Regions from separate parts of the Rattus norvegicus genome. Here region 2 is linked to region 1. Evidence: chromatin contacts called from public Hi-C data. All regions are on one chromosome and are shown on one strand. The core of a region is the stretch at or near the end of the contact, and the rest is flanking DNA. Distances in the headings are between cores, read along the strand shown.

Evidence for each region. Hi-C and Micro-C count contacts between places; a contact is called where the count stands out from the background.
Region 2: a contact with region 1 is called in a Hi-C map of liver, with 3 times the contacts expected there. The contact joins two enhancer-like sites. A contact is called at or near these places in 7 of 12 Hi-C or Micro-C datasets (the A7r5 cell line, Schwann cells, kidney and 3 more) and 1 of 1 datasets of contacts at active chromatin or transcription factors (oligodendrocytes).

What each region holds. Positions count from the first base shown.
Region 1 is chr13:47,380,603-47,385,161 of GRCr8, forward strand. Sox13 (SRY-box transcription factor 13) reads right to left here. Exons shown (of 14, transcript NM_001105952.1): 14 at 2,543-4,196. The coding sequence ends at 3,923. Etnk2 (ethanolamine kinase 2) reads left to right here. Exons shown (of 8, transcript NM_001419594.1): 8 at 1-498. Among named protein-coding and RNA genes, the nearest start is that of Etnk2, 20 kb to the left of the region's middle. Within about 2 kb of position 2,474, at least 5 of the 93 cell types and tissues checked have an H3K27ac peak or open chromatin away from gene starts, as enhancers often do. A contact at or near this core is called in liver, where this site is marked.
Region 2 is chr13:47,502,216-47,506,774 of GRCr8, forward strand. No RefSeq gene overlaps it. Among named protein-coding and RNA genes, the nearest start is that of Sox13, 77 kb to the left of the region's middle. Within about 2 kb of position 2,241, at least 2 of the 93 cell types and tissues checked have an H3K27ac peak or open chromatin away from gene starts, as enhancers often do. A contact at or near this core is called in liver, where this site is marked.

The sequences.
Region 1 (4,559 bases), core at 1,224-3,723:
GCCAGCAGGAAGCCAATTCAGCTGTCATCTTGGGGGGAGAGGTCCCAGCTGCACCTGACAGTTCCTCCAGCAGCTGCCTTATCTGAGGCTGCCAACTTCTCCAAGCCAGATGCCATCCAGCCACCCCTTCCCTAGGTCCCCTCCTCGTGTTCCTGCTAGGTCCCTGCAGAGGAGAGGGACAGAGACCTGGGAGTAGGCCTGGCCTTGAGTCATGGGGCAGGTACCAGAGCCAGCAGCATCCTCCACCTCTCCCCCTTCTATTCTGAACTTAACTTCTGGTCTTCCCATTGGGGAATGAATGGTGGAAGGCAAGGGGGCAAGGCCTAGGTGCCGTGAGGCCAGCACAGCTGCCTGGGCATGTCCAGATGCTGACGGTGTTGTCAGTTCAGTGTCCACGTCCCAGTCCTTACAGTTCCTGAGGGGGTCCGGTATAGGCCTCCACTGTGATTCATTTGTAGATTATCATGGTTTTCTGCATTAAAATGTTTGTTTCTTGGATGTGGTCTTGGATGCAGTGGCTTGGAGTGCCACTTGGCTTGTTGTATGCACGTGGAGAACCTGGGCCAGACTCAGCCTCCCTTCTGCTATGCCATTGGCGTTCCCTCCTGCTTGAGTTAAGGCACAGCCTGTACACCTCTATGCCATAGAGGAGGAGTTGGGGGAAAAGATATGCCCAGGCATACAAATGGTGCCAGAGTGGGAAGGAGGGGTCCGCACGGTCGGTCACCTGTTGACTCAGATGGTCGTGGACGAATTATGTAGCCACGCCCACCCTACTCTCTTCAGCCACCCTGGAACCAGGGTGGAGCGAGCTCCTGCGAGGGTGGACATGTGTAGTTTGTGTCACCCCCTTGAAGACAAGTGCTACAATGAATGGGGAGTGGCAGGGATAGCAGAGGACTCTGTGCTCCTTCACCATCAAGCTTGAGTCCCACCTCCCTCTTGTCTCCCTAGGCAAGTGCTCCAGGCCAAGGCCATCTTCCTGGGACTGACCCTGGGCCTGTGCGGAGGTGGGCAGGGGCTAGGTGAGCCTGTGGCTAGCTGCCCAGAACACTGTCCCTGCTTCTGCCCATCTGCCCTGCCCTGCTTCTCACGGGAAGGGATGAGGTTCCAGTTGGCCAGAGGGCTTGGGGTGGCGACAGCACAGCAGCTAGGTGAGACCTGTGGACAAAGGTACCCGGAATGCCTTTGGTGGTGAGGGCCCAGACCCTTCAGGACCAACTGTAGGTTATGGGATCTAATTGTCTGAGTTGAGAGTTTGGAGTGAAGTTAGGGGTTTTGAGTCAAGCAGCTCCCCCTAGTGGCCACTTAACAGGGCCAGGCAGAGGCCAAAGACGTTTTCAGAAGCCAGGGCAGGTCTCTTTGTTGTTGGCCCCTGCGTCAGGGCCGGACAGGGCACCAAGGAGTGTGAGGACAGCAAGAAACAGCAGCCAGAGCTCTGAAGGACAGAGCCAGGAGTCAGGACAGTCCCTCATTGACTGGCCCCAGTTCTTGGCAGTGTGTGGTCTAAATCCCGCTTTATCCACTGTCTCACCAGCATGTAAAATTAAGAAACTCCCTTTGGTGGCAAGTGTGCACCATTAGTTCTTAAGTTCCCTATACTTCCCCACATCTTTGCTGAAGGGTAAGGGTGAGAGAGAGAGAGAGAGAGAGAGAGAGAGAGAGAGAGAGAGAGGGAGAGAGACTGTCTGTCCGTCTTGTCTGTCTGTCTGTAGCCAAAATAGTGAACATTGAGACTATCAGCGCTCAGGCTCAATCCCACAACACACAGCATCCACCTTTGCCAGTCTTTTTCCTCCGGCCCCATTTGGTGGACTGGATGACCCTGGCTCCTTTTGGCCATTCCTCTAAGGGATCCTCCATCAGGAGCCCTCATTCTCAAAGGCTGACTCCGGCCCCCTCCAGATGATGCAGCAGCCTTTCCTAAAGAAGGGGTTTGGACTGGACCGGCACACCTCGGACTGTGCCTGTGAGGAACATATACCGCCCCATCGCCCCCCTCCTCAGGGACACATGCCACCTTTGTTAATCTGCCCCATTTCTTTCACAAGCTCAGTTTGTTTTCTCCCACACCATGCTGATGGTATGAATTTAACCAAGACCTGTCTTAGAGAACCCTATTAATTTTGAGGAATTCTGTCCTTTCCTCCAGCCCTGTCTCCAGCGACGATCCTTTCACAACTATGCCTTTGAAATCCCCATTCCAGTGTAAGGTCATGGAGTCCTGAAAGGCAGGGAGCCCACGAGAGTTCCTGGGTGTTTGTGTGAGAACCCTCTTGCCGGATGAGCCCACAACTCTCACTGGATTCAAGTGGCTTCCTCTCCCAAAGGGGGAGAGCTGAGCCCATTCCTCCAGGCTGCTACAGTGCCTCCCTCAGCAATGTGGCCTTCACAAGCCCTATGTTCTCCCCGCTTGTCAGAGCCATTTCTTTTAGACACTTTGCCTGACACTCCCACATGCTACCACCAGGGGGCAGCAGCGACCGGCTGGTGCCAGCCTTGGGAATGTGGTCAGGCCAGCCTCCCAGCAGAGCAAGGGCACGTTCTGAAATGGTCGGTCTTTATTACACCATCAGAAAACAAATATGCTGGTTAAGTTATTCATCATTATCTTCTTAGTAACAAAATAAAGCACTATCTATGTTTACAGTCATAAAAAGAAACAGTCTGGAGAGAAATGGGGTCAACAGAGGTGGGGAGGGAGGCGCCCGGCCATGTGGGGTTTGGGATCATTTCCCTGACCCAGGGCAGCTCCAGATCTTTGAAGCTGGGTGCTGATGGTCTTTGATTTTCTTGGTACACAACCAGAAAGCTTATTTATAACGAGTGGAGCCCATTCCCCAGGACGAGGTGGGGGAGGGAAGAACCCACCCTAAGCTCATGAAGAAGGGATGGAGACCAGCTGCCATGGAGTCCCCTCTGCAGGGCTGTCACTGACAAAAGACCCCCATGCCTGGGGACACAGGTTGGGAATTGGGGCAGAGCCCCTTGGAGGCCTAGGCACGCTCTCACGGTCCCAGGAGCTAAAAATGGCTCCATGGGAACTGACTGGCAAAGTCAGAAGGGAGGAAAGGGGTCATGGGGTCAGGAAACTGCCAGTCCCAGGGGCAGGCTGGGCCCTACAAACACCCAGAAGATACAGCAGGTGTGGTGGGAGGGAGCAGGGACAGACAGAGGAAGAGAGAAAATGCACATGGAAAGAAAATACACAGAACCTGAGACACCAGACTGACAAAGAGGTAGCATTTTGGGGACAAAGGAACACAGAAGAAGCCCCCAGAGAAGCATTAAGACACACATCACGGATCTCACCAGCACGCCTGGCTCACAGTGACCACCCAGCAAATACCTTCCGCCAAGAGTGGAGGGATGACAACGTGAGCTGCGCACAGACACACAGCAGCCAGAGGCACGTGGACTTGGAAGACAAAGACGGGACAGCCAGACTGCACAGAGTACAGAGTAACCCAGGTGACACAGGGGTGACCTGGGAGCTTCTAGGGCAGACATATTGTCCCACCATGGCTGGTTTGGGCCGAGACAAAATGGAAACAAAGCATGTGACCTTAAGGGGACAGGTATATCCCTGCCATCCCCTCGAGTGGGTGGACATACAGGAGGGTATACACCCAGTGGTCCCAGGCCATTCGCCCCAAGGGCTAAAACCCTCAGCCAGCTTGGTTCACCACAGCCACGTGAATCCCACCCAGCCAGGCCGTTGGCTCCTCAGATGTGCCTGGAGGTGTGATGAAGAGGAGGAGCCCCGCCTGGGGAATGTATCTACAAACGCGGTTTCACCCATTACCTGGGCACGCCCAAAGTCCAAGTACCAACATAGTTCAGGAAGGCTGGCTGTGCCTGTCGGGTTGGGAACAAGTTCTCTTCCCCCAGCGGTGACGGGCCAGGCCCAGCTAGCTGAGGATCAGTCTGTGAGTACCACCAGCTCCTCCTCACTCTTCTCGTCACCCTCTGAGTCCTCATCCTCGCTGTACCGGTACATCTCTCCATCGGCCACCGAGTGCCTGTCATCTGTGCCCTCCCCTTCCTCCCGGAGACTGCAGGTATTGATGATGACAGGCATGTTGGGGTCCAGGCCCTGGGGGTCATAGTGCTCCACCAGTGGACGTGCCAAGGGCATGCCTGCTGCCCGAGGGAACAGGATATCTGAGCTCACCTGTGCCTGGCCAGCCTGCGGGCTGAGAGGCAGAGAAAAGTCGAGATTACAGATGTACCCACGAGCCCTCCCGGCCCTCCCCACTAGCTGTTCTCCAGGCCTCACAGGTACACGGTTCAACCATAGTCCCGACTGGGTAACCGGCCTACGCTGGTCCCTGTGTGTGCTTCCTGATGGCCAAACTCGCTGTCAGCTATAGCCGGAAGACTCAGGGCCAAGGGTATGTTGGACGGTGGCACGGGAATATTATCTCATTTTGGTGTCATTGTCTATATCTACAGAACTCCACTCTAGTGCCTGCCGTAGTCAAATAAGGGACCTTCTTACGGGATGACTATCTGTGGTCTGAATCTGCTCTGCCTATGTCAGGCAGCAGGTACCCCAC
Region 2 (4,559 bases), core at 991-3,490, 120 kb after region 1:
GGTTCTATTACTGGTCCTCCACTGAGATTGCAGGCTTTCGCCAGGGTTATGTTTCAGTTTGATTTTTTTTTTTTTTTTTGAGACTATGTCTCCCTTTGCTGCTTGGGCTTTTCTCAGACTCCTGGCCATCAGTGATCTTCCCACTCGGTCCCTCCAGTAGCTGGGATCACCCGGGGCAGCCAGCAGGAACACTCTCCTGCTCTATGGCTTCAAGTGCTTTGTATATGCTAACAACCGCCACCTTTACATAGCAGTCCCTCTTCTGCATGCTTTGGGGGATTTTCCCAGGATACCCATGGTGTCTGCATCCATGGATGTGCCTGCTCTTTAAAGGAAATGACTGCAGACTACTAGCTGCCCCTCTAACCCAGACTTAGCTCCAGAGCTCCCGACTTAGGTATCCAACTGTCAACTTCTCCATTAAAAGGAAAGAGCATCTCAGACGGCTCCCCTTCCCCTCAGCTGACAGCGACAACCTCCTCTTTCCAGCTGCCTGAGAGGAAGTCAGATTTTATTTGAGTATTACATATTCCAGGTTTGTTCCTAACTTGCTGTGTAACTGAAGATGAATTCAGCTTCTGTCCTCTGGTTTCCAGCTCCTGAGCTCTGGGATTACTGACATGAACCAGTTTTATGCAGTGGTGGGGACTGAGTCCCCCGGAGTTCGTGCAAGCTGAATAAGTACTGTAAGCTAACACCTATCCCCACTTTTATTTTATTTTTTTTATGTGTGTCTTGGGCTTTCTATCGCTGTGAAGTGACACCATGACCAGTGCAACTCACTAAGGAAAGCACTTAATGAGGCTGGCTTACAGTTCAGAGGTTTAGTCCCTTATTGTCATGCCGGGAAGCAAGGCGGCAGGCAGGCAGACAGACATGGTGCTGGAGAGGTAGCTGGGAGTTCTCCGTCTGGGTCTGAGGCCAACAGGAAGAAAGTGAGACACTGGGCCTGGCTTGAGCATCTGAAACCTCCGAGTCCACTCCCACTGACCCACTTTCTCCACTAAGGTCACACCTCCTGATGGCACCCTCCCTATGAGCCTAGGGGGCCCATTTTCATTCGAACCTCCACAATGTGTATAGGTGTGCCTGGTACTTGCAGAGGCCCAAACAGGATATCAGATCCCCCGGAACTGGGGCTACAGACCTTTGCAAGCCACCACGTGGATGCTGGGAACTGAACCATGGGTCTGCTGGAGGAGCAGTCCGTGCTCTTAAGCACTGAGCCATCTGTCTAGCTCCAACCCTGTCTTTTCTAGACTCAGCGTCTCACTGCACACCCAGGATTGTCCACGAACTCATGTCAATCCTCCTGACTCAGCTCCTGAGTGCCTGGGGATTCTAGGTCCAGACTACCCACTTAGTTTGAAGATATTCTTCTCCAAAATGCCACATCCATTTGGTCCTCAAGTGTCCCCAGACTCTAACCATTTTCCAGTTCTCTCCCCATGGTCACTGTCACGGTGGTTTGGAAGAGCAGGATTGTAACGGACCACCTAACTCTTGCACCATTGACAGCTGTCTCTTCTCAGCATGGCTGCTTGACATCTTTATAAGAGGTTTGTCACTCTTCTGTTCAGAATTCTGACCCAGTGGGAGCTGAAGAGATGGATCTGGTGTTAAGAAAACTGGCTGCTCTTCCACAGAACCTGGGTTCACTTTCCAGCACCCCCCAATGGCACCTTGCAGCTGTCTATAAACACGGTTCCAGGGGATCTGACGCCCTCTTCTGGCCTCTGCAGGCGCCTGTCACATATGTAGTGTACAGACTTGTATGCAGCGAAAACACGCATACACATAGACCAGAATGCAATGATTTAAAAATATTCTGACACAACTCCCATGTCACTCAGATTAAATACTCTGGGTCATACAATGGCTTCTAGGCCTGACGTAACCAGATCTAATGCTCCTTTGGCCGGATCTACCAGTATCATTAACCACTCCAGACACATGGCTTTCCCCGCACGCCAGGCATGTGCCTGCCTCAGGCTTTCAGAGCAGTTACTCCCTCCGTGTGGAATGCGTGTGCTTAGGTATTCAAGAGGCTGACTTAGCGACTCCTGCTGTCTTGTTCAGATGCCACACTCGCCTGGGCCCGCTCTCCCAGGCTCTTCAATTAGCTTTTTCCTTCAATGAAGGCACTCAGCGCCTTCCAGCACCCTCACTCACTCTGTGTTCATCAGTCCCCTCTCTGAGCAGGTACCACAAGGCAGGCTCCTCCAGGCCCTTTCCTCTCTCCATTTCCAGCTGTTCCAAGTGTTTACCATGCTACCTGGCACTCCCTGGGGATCCACTGCCTGACCACTAGGCCAATCAGATTAATCTGATTGTTGGACAAGGTTCAATAAGACAAGGTCCAATTCAAGGTTACCAAACAGGACGCTGAAAGGGAGAGTATAAATAAGACTCTGATATTCCAGATCAATAGATCAATAATACGCCAAGCCTAGCTGTGTTCTGCATAAAAATGGCTGAGGACCGGGGTTTGTGGCTTAACTGGTAGAGTGCCCGCTAACCATGCACGAGGCCCCAGGTTCAGTCCCTAGCACCGTCTGAACTGAGTGTTCTGACCCGCTCCCGGAACCCTGGCATTTCAGGATGGCAATGACACCAAGCCTGCCAGCCTCCAGGTAAGGCTGACCAAGCAGTTATCAGAGGAGCAGCAGCCAGTCTCGACATCGTTGTTTAAAGGCCATGCCCAGTGCATTAGCAGGAGATGCCAGGAAAGCCCTTTCCCTCAGCACTAGATACTTAGCTGGAGAAGCCTGACAAAACAGAAGCAAGACACCATTTAAAAATGCTTCTGTGTCAGCCAGGAGTCCGAGCGCTCGGGAGGCAGAGGCAAGACGGTCTCTGAGTTAGAGGCCAGACTGGTCTACAGATCGAAATGCAGGATAGTCAAGGCTACTAAGAGACACCCTGCCTCGAAAACCCAAACCAAACCAAACCAAACAAAACAAAACAAAACAAAACACCTACCACCACCACCAACAACAACAACAAAAACAACCAGCCCACCAAAACCCCTCTGCGTCACTGATGTGGCAGCTCAGGACACTCAGCAAACTCAGACCCAATTTCACAGGGACTGAAACCTGGCTAATAGAATCCTGCTAGACTACAGAAACGAACCTTTGAATCAGATTTGTTCAGAAGTTAGGGAGGGGGAAATCCAGTGGGACCAAAGTCACACAGACTGCAAACAGCACTCCAGAGCCCTGCTGGGAATGCACAGAGCACTGCCAGCTTCTGGGACTCTGTGAAGGAAGATTCTTTCATGGACCGAGCGAGCCCCTGTAACACAAGCATCTTAAGTGGGAGAGTGGAACCCGCTCACTGCAGGTGAGCGTCTAGGGCTCAGAAGATGGAGGCTGTGGATGGTGGAGGAGCTCCTAGGGTGACCGCAGCGGTCAGGCCAGTCAGGTTTCACTCTCTTTCCTGTACACTTATATCTGGTTTTCTTTGTTCTTTCATTTCTCTTGCAAAGAACATAGCCTGGCCTGGTTTGCAGGATCTCGGAGGCTTAACCTCCTGAGAGACTGACCTTTCTGCTGTCTGACAGCATCTCTATCTATCTATCTATCTATCTATCCACTGTTAGATAAGATAGAATATATACGTACATAGATATAAATACAATATATATATAACTGTCAGATAACAGAATATATATACATATAAGTACAATATCATACAATACACTGTCAGATAACATAGAATATATATACATACACATAGACACAATATCATACAAATACACTGTCAAATAACATAAAAATATATAATACTATATTTACACACTGTCAGATAACATAGAATATATATATACACATATAAAAACAATATCATATAAATATACTGTCAGATAATGTAGAATATATATACATATACATGCATATAAATACAATATATACACTGCCAGATAACATAGAAAATATATAATACAATATACATACTGTCAGATCACAGAATATACACACACATATACATATATATAACGCATATATTATATATAGTTATTCTTTGTGTTTTAATATGATTTTCTTGAGACAGGTCTCTCTGCGTATTCCTGGCTGTCCTTTGCCTCTCCAGCGCTGGGATCAATGGCGTGCACTACCATGCCTGGCTAACTGAAACTCTCCTATTCTCTCCCTTTTACCCCATAGTTCCATCATTTATTTACAGCCTCCTCCTCCTCTGTTTTTTTTTTTTTTTTGTTCTTTTTTTCCGGAGCTGGGGACCGAACCCAGGGCCTTGCGCTTCCTAGGTAAGCGCTCTACCACTGAGCTAAATCCCCAGCCCGTGTTTTTTCTTTTCTTTATTTTTTTTGTGTTTCTTTTAAGATGCTTAATTTTATGTTTGTCTGCATGTTAAACTATGCACCATGTGCATTCCTAATGCTCGCTGAATTCCAGAGATTGTTAGATCATCTAGAATCAAGAGTTTCTGATGGATGGTGAACCATTATGTGGGTGCTGGGCACCCAGACTCTCTGTAAGAGCAATGAATGTTCTTAACAGCTGTGCCATCTCTCAAGTCCCCTCCTCTACTTTCTG